2 separate regions of the Drosophila melanogaster genome follow, and region 1 is linked to region 2. A link is a contact called in public targeted proximity ligation data. All regions are on one chromosome and are shown on one strand. The core of a region is the stretch at or near the end of the contact, and the rest is flanking DNA. Distances in the headings are between cores, read along the strand shown.

What was found.
Region 1: a targeted proximity ligation map of the Kc167 cell line shows a contact between it and region 2, with 10 times the contacts expected there. A contact is called at or near these places in 2 of 107 Hi-C or Micro-C datasets (the OSC cell line and the S2 cell line) and 1 of 7 datasets of targeted methods (the Kc167 cell line).

What each region holds. Positions count from the first base shown.
Region 1 is chr3L:26,010,958-26,016,458 of dm6, reverse strand. It overlaps l(3)80Fg (lethal (3) 80Fg), which reads left to right and starts at 2,347. Exons shown (of 12, transcript NM_001015187.3): 1 at 2,347-2,438; 2 at 2,891-2,916.
Region 2 is chr3L:25,118,454-25,124,328 of dm6, reverse strand. It overlaps UQCR-11 (Ubiquinol-cytochrome c reductase 11 kDa subunit), which reads right to left and starts at 3,580. Exons shown (of 5, transcript NM_001300710.1): 1 at 3,511-3,580; 2 at 3,344-3,435; 3 at 2,516-2,711; 4 at 1,343-1,439. The coding sequence starts at 3,427. The coding sequence ends at 2,688.

The DNA of each region.
Region 1 (5,501 bases), core at 1,098-3,597, 890 kb before region 2:
CTGCACTATAACAGCTAACTCGCAGGGACGAGAAGTGTTATGGCGGGGGTCAAGAGATTGGGTGTGAGAGAAGACACGCCAATGTTATTATGAGAAATTAAAGTCATGGAAAATGTAAATAGTTTGAAGTTTTGATATGTAAATTGGAGATGTCTTTGTTAAAGAAAAATCAGTCATGAGATGAATTGTCAATTAAATAATTACTGATTATTACTTGTTGTCATTAATTGTTCTTAAGTTGACGAAGTTGTGTGACTTGGACTTGATTGGTGGATTAGGCACACGAGGACGTGTGAAAGGTCAGGAAGGCCGTGTCGGAGCGCGACTCTTCGCATTCCAGAAATTCCTTCTGTGATTTCATATTCTGATGAAATTGTAATATTGCGGTAAAATTCTGTCGAGCGCTGCGGCAGAGGCACGAACAGCCTCTGCAGCTGAGTGAGGTCCGATCGAGTGGTCATAAATAGTGTGTTAGAGAGAGATGACAATGTGGCACACGCCAGTGTGTATAGCCATTAGAGAATATGATGAAGAAGGGACATGTAAGAAGATCCCTGCAGTGAAGTTTGACTGCTGACGTCGATCGGAACTTGCTGCGCTGACGCACAAAATCGCGAAGTGAATAAATAATATGGATGAGACTCCTGTTTCACCGACATATATATATATATTTAACAAATAGCTTCTATTTTTTATTACTTAATATTTATTTCTCTTATACTGTTACAAGACACTGTATTACTAGGTGATCTTCTAATTCTTACTCCTAATCCAATCAACCTCAGCCAGAAGCTTTTGATTCGAACTTTTTGAACTTTCAGTAATGTTAAGGATCAAAGCTTTATGCTGAAGTTATTTCACAGCATTGTGAGATTGAAGTTGCTGACTAATGGTGTTCATGGCTTGGTCTCGAAATGGAGGTTGTGTTTACTTTAATTTTGGTTACTTAAGTGGAAAGTGTTGGCGACAAAAACAAGGTCAAAGGCAGCCTAAGTGTTGGCGATAAAAACAAGGGTAAAGGCAGCCTAAGTGTTGGCGACAAAAACAAGGGTAAAGGCAATGCTGCTGAGATGGGAGTTTGAAATTTGTTTATTAACTGGGGCAGATTGCTATATGTATGGGTTGGATAACTTGCAGGCGGCGTATCTAGACGGCTGAGCTCAAAACTGAGAAAGTTTGTCTCTCCGAACGCTGTGCACAAATATAAGCGTAAAGATAAGAAGGTATGCAAACGTTTGCTTTAATAAATAGCAACAGAATGATTGATGTACGTTAATATTAACTTTTACTAATGGTCTTGTAGCATTAAGCTGCCGGCTGCATAGCCCAAAAGATGAGATTAGTCAGAGGTCCAGATAAGGTATTACCTCTTATATCTAGCATATTTATAAAACTTAGATGTACGAATTTTAATTTAAAAAGCCTTTAATCTTACAATATAGGTTTTATTTGTAAGTGGTAACAGCTTGTTTAAACTTATTATACTTTTTAATAGAAACGAAATTTTATCTACTATTTAATCTTATCTACTTATTATATCCAACAAAAGGTCTAATAAATTTCAGAATACAATTTTTATAGTATATTAAAAAATCATTCAGTAAAAAAATTATCGATAAACCTAACAAAAATAACTAAAAAAAAATATATATTGGAATATTTCTAAACTACTTCTTCTAAGTACCTTTTGGGATAAGACTTCTTACAAGGGCCTGGGTGTCAAAAAAAAAAAAAGTTATTTTGGTCACTATTTGGTCTACTTTTATAAATATATCGCGTTTTAAATGTACAATTGTTTCTATCACATATTGCATACCCAACGAATTTATTCCATCAATATTTTAGTTGCGATGAAATAAAATTTTGAATATGTTAATATTGTTAAATACAAAATATATATAAACTTCTTAATAAATTTATATAATTTATATATTCTATTTTGTCTTTGAAAGCATTCAAAATATTTTGTAGCTTCACGAAGTAGCTTTTTTTGCTTTTTTTCTTTCTTGTTTAACATTGTGGTCGTGCCAAAAATATAAATAAACTAAATAGAATTTAACTTAATAAAAACACGCGTCACGATTTCTAAATATTTTTACTTGTTTACTTGGTAATTTTCAATTGCTCACAATTAGAAACCGGCAAGGTGCGGCGCTGATATGTTCAACGATGTCTCCGCCACAAGAGTTCCTTGCCATAACAGGCATCGGAACAATAATGTGAATGGGGTATAATTTTGTTGATGATGGTTCATTGTCACTCAAACAAGTCTATTAGAGTCTGTTCACACTGTGTCTACGGTTGCGGCGAAATAACATATGGATGTTAGCACCTTAGTTGCGTACTATATAGGCTTGGATATGAAATCACGGAAGCGTTTAACATTCGCGTTTATCTTCGTTGCCAGTGCCAATTGCTGAACACAACGTAACTACAGTGTAAGCATCCCTAAAATTACACTTAATATATTATCAATGGATAATAAATATCATTAATACATAATAACAATACCTAGTAAAGCAAAATTGCAATTAATAAACGTTCTGTATATGACGCTTTTGTTATTTGTAATTATAAGCTTAAATAAGGTATTATCGCCTTGGAGCGTGAAAAGTACACACAAGTAGCGTTAATAATATGACTGCTGTTGTTGCGAATGTTGCTGCGGAATCGATTTTGTGATTACTCAGCAGTCTAAACACAGTATTACTCAATATTTCTAGTATACCTATATACTCTGGTCTTACATGGTAGGTATTGATTGTAAATGTAAAAGGTTTATTTAAAGTTGTTATTGTTTTTTGATATATAATAAACGAACATATAAAGAATTATTCACTTCATCATACTATGCCCAACAATAAAAAATGGAATAAATTGCTTGTTACAGTGTTGTTCACCGTATCTGGAAAGAACGTAAGTAAATTTATAATTATTATTCCGGATCACGGGTTTTCAAGTATTTTTCGAGTGTTTTACCAAAAATAATTACTATTCCATTAGACCAGTTCGGAAACTCTGTTTCATAGTTTATCTATATCTATCATATCTATAAGCATAGTTCGTAGTTTTAGCAATTCTGAATACATTTTACATACATATATTTTACATATGTATGAATAAAAGAGGGTGTTCCCAAAAATAAAACAAACATTTAATATATATAACATGTTTTTTTATTTACTTATTTATTTATAATATTATTCCGTAGCAACACGGCTGGTGCTAATTTATTTTCTTCATTTATATCCTGGTAGAGGAATAGGAAAACATCTGTAAGATAAAGATAATTGTCGTTAGAATAACAGAGCGAAAAAATCTAAACATTTGCTCTTTGCTCTTTGCTCTGCTCTTGCTTGTTGCATGGCTCCAATTAATGTTAAATATTGTTTTAATAATTATGTTACATATACAGTGAATTTTTGACTTTAAAGCTGAAAATTAAGGATTCTTTGCTTATTTAAACTCAATTTTTTTTATAAAATATAATTAAACAATATTTATTTTACTTATAAATCAAAAAACAAATTAAAAATATTAAATATACAAGAAAATATACAACAAATTCCAAGTTTACACACTTAATGCATTTCTATACAATATATTTTGTGTACACTATTGTTTTATACTATTAAAAAAAATTCGAAAACTTTAATCAGACATGCTCCGGTCAAAGACACTAGAATAACAAGATGCGTAGCGCCATACGATTTTTTGGCACACGATTTTTTTCGCTGTGGCTCTAGAGGTGGCTCCAGGCTCTCTCGAATTTTTGTTTGAGAGTGGAGAGCGCTAAAGCGAACAGGTATTTTCAACGCATACAGTGTTAGCAGACAACTGTATGTGTGCACACGTATGCTCATGCATTGTAAATTTGACAAAATATGCCCTTCACCTTGGAAGTTCTTAGACTTTAAATCTATATTATTTTTGATCAATTGGCACCATGGGAAAACTTCTTTTTTTGCATTGCCGAATTATAATATTACAAAATACATTTCAAAAATGACTTTATATTAGAATATTTGTCATTAGAGTATTCAGCTTGCGACGTGTAAAAAAATAATAAAGCAATGTTTGTTAAGTGCTTGTGTCCGCACTTTGTGCCTTAAGATATGAATTGCAATAAACAGTTTTCATATTTTTATTTATTTTATAAATTTATATATTCTACTACGTACTATTTTTTTGAAATATTTATTTCTCTATGTAATGTCTTCTTTTTGGAAAATGTATGTTTTAAATTACAGTAGTTATAATATTGTTATAATTAAATTCCTTTGTATTTGCTTTAATTATTTAGTATATTTATTAAGTCATTTGACTTAATATGATGTATTTAAATGATCCACTTTTATTATGTAAAATGCACATTAGATTCAGTTGTTCAGTTTCAGTTTTTTTTTGTTATATTCAATATATCATATTGCTACGAAATTTGGCAAAACTCCCCAAATATGTAAATTCGGTTCCTTGATTAGATTACAAACAACACTTCTGCCCCTCCTTTAAATTAATTAATTAACCAACAGTATGGACCCTTCGCGATAAATTAAGCGACGCCTTGACAAATCTAATTTTTTGCTGCAGACGGCAAAATGTTGTTTCTCAAATCTTCTCAAATTTATTTTATAAAATAACTAAGTTATAACTAACCTCCGATTAAACAATGTTCCCCGTGGTAAATAAGATCTGATTTGATATAAAAAAGGCATATACTTTTCATTTTCTTTACGAATTCAAAAACCGGAGAACCGATTTTGCGATTTCAAAATCGAAATCGTTAAGTTTTTTCGAATTTGATTACCCGTGCATGACCAAATTTGCCGAATTTACATGTGTACTAAACAGATATTAAAAAATCTTACGGTGCCTTTAGTTTTTTGAATTCGGAGTATATCGATTTTTATAATAAATATTTAATAATATATAAGTTGAAAAACTTCCATTCTCGATCGTGCACAGTCGATGATAATACATAAAGTACACGTTTTTTATAGATAGTTAAAGTTTTACCTTATATCTTATATTATTTTAAAACTATTTACATTATATTCATTCGGCTAACCTGAATACAGATCAACCACGATCTTTATGAACAAAGAAAAAAAGTTTCGTTAACATTAGAGGCTAACTTATTGATTCATGATTTCTGCGAGCTCACGGATGCTTACAAGCATCCAGCATCAATAAAAACCAGATGCTTTCCCTTTGAAATTATGATCGGTAATGGAGGCTCAATGGTCTACATGGAGTGTATGAAACGGGATACAACGTAAGGTTTTGTTATGAATAGATCTCAGCACCAAATGCAAAATGCACGAAAAACAATTTCTAATAAAATGCTCCGCTTTGTCCACCTTATATCCTTAACGCACTTATCTTCTGCCAAGTGACCTAGTTTTTTGTGGGGTATTACAATTAGCTGTTTTTCCATACAGGTGCAGATGCATAATAACAATAAGAATCGTCCACGTTTTTTTCTTAACTTAAAATTACAG
Region 2 (5,875 bases), core at 2,331-4,830:
ATGACCCTTTGCTTGGGGCATTTTTAAGCCCAAATGGTAATCTACAAAATTCGTATTTGCCGTTGTTTATTGAAAATGCCGTCTTTTCTCTGTCCTTTTCTGCCAGCTTTATGTGGTGAAAGCATGACTTAAGATCAAGTGTCGTAATAAAATTTAAAATGGTTGGGATAGGGTATTTATCGTCGACTGTTCTCTGATTTAGTTTTCTAAAATTGATAACTAGCCGTTACTTTTTTACCCCGTTTTGATCTGTTCCCTTTTTGTCTACAACCCAGGTCGGGTTGTAAAGTTATTTTAGATGACCTTACTAAACAGTCCGCTAGAAGTTGTTTAACCTCTGCATTGATGAATTTAGTCACACCAATGGGATGCGGCTATGATTTTGAATATACTGGCTCCCCATCTGTTTTATTTGTGGCGATAGTATTTATATTGAATGGTAATGCCCCGTCTGGGTCAGCGAAGGCTTTGTGATTTTTAACAATCATTTTATCGAAGGAGTTTTTAATACGTCTTCATCATCGATTTCAATGAAGCTAACGTTTTCTGCCCTAGTAAACTGGATCTTTTCAGTTCCGTTACTAGTATTTAGAACATTTCTGGTAAAATCAAGTTTTGCATTTAATTGTTTAGAATTGTTTAGAATTAGAATTGTTCAGAATAAAAAAGGGTGTTTTTACGTTAAACACCGAAACAAGACATTTTTAATTAATTTTGGCCATGGATTTACTATACAGTAAAGGGTTTTTCTGTCCCGGGAGAGGAGTAATATAATTTTTTGAGGTGCCCGTATCGAGTAATAGTTTTATTTCTCCTCCAGCCACCCTACGTGTAATGTTAGGGAACTTTACCCTAAAAAATTTCACGATCCTCTGCATCCAGTTCGTCCTCTACTTCTATGGCGCTTGCTTGGGCAACGAAGTCATTATCTTCTTTGCTGAGACCGTGCTGACCGCCCTCATTACCATCTTGTAGTTTGTTTGGACCGGGAGGAGGGGTCAACTTCCATTGGCTCTAGCGCCAGTTGGCTTTGCCCATTACCTGCACTTTTGTGTGGCTTTTGTTTAAAGAAACCACTTTGAGTTCTAACAAACATTGGAGTTCTAACAAAATGGGGTTTTTTTTAACCGCCCCCGAATTTTGGTTCGTCGTATGACTGCAAACTTTTCCAACCTGCCTGTCGCGCTGGTTGTTTGGCCAATAGGCTCTTTGTAAAAAAGGGTGAAAGCAATACAAGCAGATTGGAACAGGAGTTAAAAGCAATACATTGACCAATAACCCACTTTAGACCCTATATTTACGGTAAACATTTTACAGTCAAAGCAGATCGTAGATCACTCACCAATTTGTTTTCAAAGTTGACTCGTATAAGACTTGAATTGGGGGAATATAGTTTTACAGTTGATCTCAGAGGAAAAGAAAATTATTTTGCTGATGCGCTACAAAGAATAACCACCAAAGAATTAAAAGACATTACTGGTAATATAATGAAAGTCACTTCACGATTACAAAGTAGTCAAAAATATTGCGCAGGAGGAACGCACAAAACATCCTTGCATATGCAATCGATAGAAAACGTGATAGTAAATAAAATGTTGTTTTTTTAAACAAGGAAAAACAATTACTGCAAGATATGACATTTCAAAGGCTTAGAAGGTATGTCTAAAGAAATCAGAACCTACAACAAGAAATGTCTAAAATGCAAAAAAATAAAATAACTAAGCATACGGAAAACCCCAATAACAGAAACCCCCTATGCTTTCGACAAAGTAATAGTGGGTAATATAGGTCCTCCTCTACCAAAGTCGGATAATGGTAATGAGTCTTCAGTCACCTTTATTTGTAACTTAACTAAATATTTAGTTGCAATACCAATACTATATAAGATCGCAAGTCGCTAATTCAATTTTCGAATCCTTTATCCTGACTTACGGTCCATTGAAAACGTTCATGGGTACAGAGTATAAGCACTCAATAATCAACGATTTTTGCAAAAATTTTAAAATTAAAAATTTAACATTTACCGCTCACCACCATCTGAAAACTTATCAGTTGAATACATATCAGTTGATAAAACTGATTGGGACCTGTGGCTTCAGAATTTCGTACATTGTTTTATACAACCCGTTCTATAGTTTCCATATAGTTTTTGGCAGAGCAGCCGATTTATCATATAGGAAAGAAGGAAAGTAAATGAAGATTGGAAGTACCATATAAGAAAACTAGAACTATGCATGAAGAGTATAAATGAAAGAATAATGAAAATAATGACTTACACATAACAAAATAAAAATAGCAGTGGGAGATAGTTTTGTTATGAAATTAAGTAACTAAACAAAAAACAAGTAGTTCATAATTACACGTTAAAACTTTTTTATTCATAGTTGATGGCATCACTTAATGAAAACAATATCAATAAAAATAAACTAAAATAAAAAAGAAGCCCACTCAGTAAACTCATATTACTTTACTCAATACAAATACTTCAATGTATTATAAATATATACATACGTACAGACACATTTGCAGCGCAAATGCATTGCATAAGCGCTGGCAATGGAAAACATGGGCAAATGGTTCCACCTTTTAAATTTCGAAAATTCGATATCGGAATATCGAAAAAAACTGGCACCAGAATGTCAAAGAATAGTCAGTAGGGTCTGTTATGTTTTGGGGATGCGTAGCCTTCACTGTCTTGGGAGATTTGGTTCCTGTTGATGGACACATGAATCAAATAAAATATTTAGATGTCCTTAATAATAATGATGATGAATTGATTGGAGAGTCCTTCATACTCCAGCATGATAATGCTCCCTGTTATAAGACCAAACTGATTACTGTTTCTGAAAAATGTTTGCATAAAAACATTGGATTGGCCACCTCAAATTCCAGCCCTCAACTTAATAGAATACCCTTGGTTTAGTATTAAAACAAAGGCGTGCAAATACTTATGCCCACTAGTGTAGTATTACCTACCCAATTTCGCTTCTAAAAGGTTCTGATCACCAAAAGGCACAAAACACGTATAAAACTCGATAAAGAGATTTGTTTATTTATGTTCTTATTTTTAAGCACTGCCCTTCCCTTTAATGGAATTGACTTTAATGGTATTTACTTAAGCTTTGTAAAAAGACTGTGCGAAACGCAATGATCTAACTCAGCAACATAGTCAAATAATTCTTCGATGCAAGTCTCAGTTGTTTTGGATCGCCCATTAACACGATCATTGCACTCTTGGTACTTATTGTACAAGGATTCTATGTGACCTTTAGCTTGACATTTTTCCTGTTGCATAAAAATCAGTTTAGTGTTATATTAAATGATGTAAAGAAATCTTTTTTACCCTTAAAACTGCTTGAGGGTCAACTAAGTCCTCTTCGTCATCAGCTCTGACGGCGGGAAGCGAAAACCAGTTCCTAAAAGCCATTATTAATGCTAAAAAGAGAATAAACTAGTCAGAATTCAAAAACATATATAGTACCAAATTTTATGAATATGAACGTAAATTACATTTTTGAAAAATAACTATAACCTTTAAGACCGCTATGATGCAATCACAATGTATTTTATGTATGCCTGAATTATGAGGGCCAGACCAACAAAAACAGATTATTTTATGCATATATATCAATTAGCTAAGCTTATAGCCTAGCCCCAATAGAATACATCTTTATGAACCGTTTGCAATTTTACCTAGATGTTAAAATCTGTTCACACAAGGTACAATCAAAGCAATTAAAATAATTTTTGGCCAGTTGTCCGCCGTGACGGGGGTCAGATAATTTTTTTTAGGCTATAAACTTTTATTTAAAACTTTTCATAATTTTTTCCTGATTCCCTTGATACATGTTTTTGGAGGCAAACATTTAAAAATGACGTGGTGTTTTTAAAACGAAATTCAATCAGCTAAAAGCTGATAAAAAAAGTGGATAAAATATCTACTGAAAATTAATAATTACTAATTCGTTGTGGGCCAGAGTTGTCTTCTCTGTCTTTTTGGTTCTTTTTGCTCTAGTTTTTAAACAATAACTAATTAAAAGCAATCAAATAAATATATGCTTAAGTGATAGAAAGTTTTCATAAAACTGATGCGAAAACTTCTTTATTGATATATACAACTATGCGTGTTCTCTATAAAATTACACACACAAATAAAATTTGTATTGAATAGTTGTTGTAATTTGTATTTGAATAGGAACCATAGTGTGGTAAAAAGCAGAATAAAAAGACCTAAAATATTTGAAACTAACCTTAATTTTTTTATTAGTATGCGCGAGTACCTTCTTCAACCCGTGGACCATCCGCTCGCATACGCCTCCTGCCCGGCATTGAAATTTTCATTCCATTTAATTTGATGACAGTTCGTTCTACATCTTCTCCGTTTTGACTCCTCAATCTGGCCACCGGTCCACGGCAGCTTATAAAATTCCTCAGTGCGACTGTCGACAATTCCTGGGCCATCTTTAGACCCCGACTGCTGCTTCCCTGAAGTACACACACTTCCGACAGGAACGTGTACTGCAAGAAACCTTGAAGCAGCTCCTAATCCCGGGACTTGGCTGCGTCATTATAGATTACGTAGATTATACGTATTTTGGTAGGTTCATTTGGATTTTCGACACCGAAGTGTGGCAGACACTGTCACTGTCACTGTACGTATCATCTTGACATAGCCATTTTCAATTTCTCTGTATGCTGTCAATGTTGATGACCCTCATATTATAGCTGCCTGTCAGCCTCACCTCGTAATTCTTCCATAGCAGACCAGTTAAGGATTGTAAGCCCACAGTAAACTAAATTCCATCAATCCTACAGAACCGCGCCATATGTCCCTTTTCTAAGCACAGAAAATAGATTCGATGCTTCTTTGCAAAGTTTATTCGAGACATTAGAGACGCATGAGTAAACAAAGACACTAGAATAATTTTAAAAAATGAGGAAAACCTAAAATGGTTCAAAAGTGTGTTTTGGGCGTTTTGTTTGTGTTTGCGTGACCAAAGTGTCTTTGGTATGCCGATTAAAATGCCGGAAGACAAACAATAAAACGAAGAAGAATCAAACATTTTTCAATGGTAAGGTCGGTTTTGGGCGGTTTGTTCACGCTAGAGTGGGCATGGCAAAACTTTTTTTTTTGCAAAATCGATAAAAGACTAATATTAATACGAAATAATATAAAAACATTTTTAAAAAGTGTGGGCGAGGCAGTTTTTGGCGGTTTGTGGGCGTGGCAAAAAGTTTTTAGGAATACCGTTAGAAATTTACAAAACTAATACTGTTTAACTAATAAGCTCTTCTATTAGCTATTTGCAAAGAAAAGACGATTTCTATGCAGCGATCTCGAACGATAATTTATTTTTTTATCAATTGCACGGGTCCCACGGCCACACCTCCCGCCCAACCGACCGAGTGGCGCTGTCGTGTATTGTTTATGCATAAATTACTAAAGAATATGATGAATAATTGGAGAGCGACTTATTTGCAGAGGAAACAGCAGAACTCCAAGTCAAAGGTGTAGGTGCGACCAAAGACACTAGAATTGCATGTGGTATTGACTTGACCGACGCACAGCAGTTCGTAGAAGAGACTAGCGCCAATCATTAAGTCTATGGGTAGAAAACGATGACACTTTGGGTCCGCGAGCGTCAGATTTAGGAATATGTTTCAGCTGAAAATGTCAATGTTTAGGCACGACTGACTTTCAACGACATTGCAAGCAATGGCAGCAGTAATGTCAGTCGAGTAGTTATTTACTGACGAACCATCTGCCTTAAAACTAGAATCGCCAATTGCGGTAACACAAGCTGCCAATAATGCCTTCATAAGTTGAGCGCCGTCTCTCTTTACAACGCAACCATGCATACATTGCTTTCGTTTC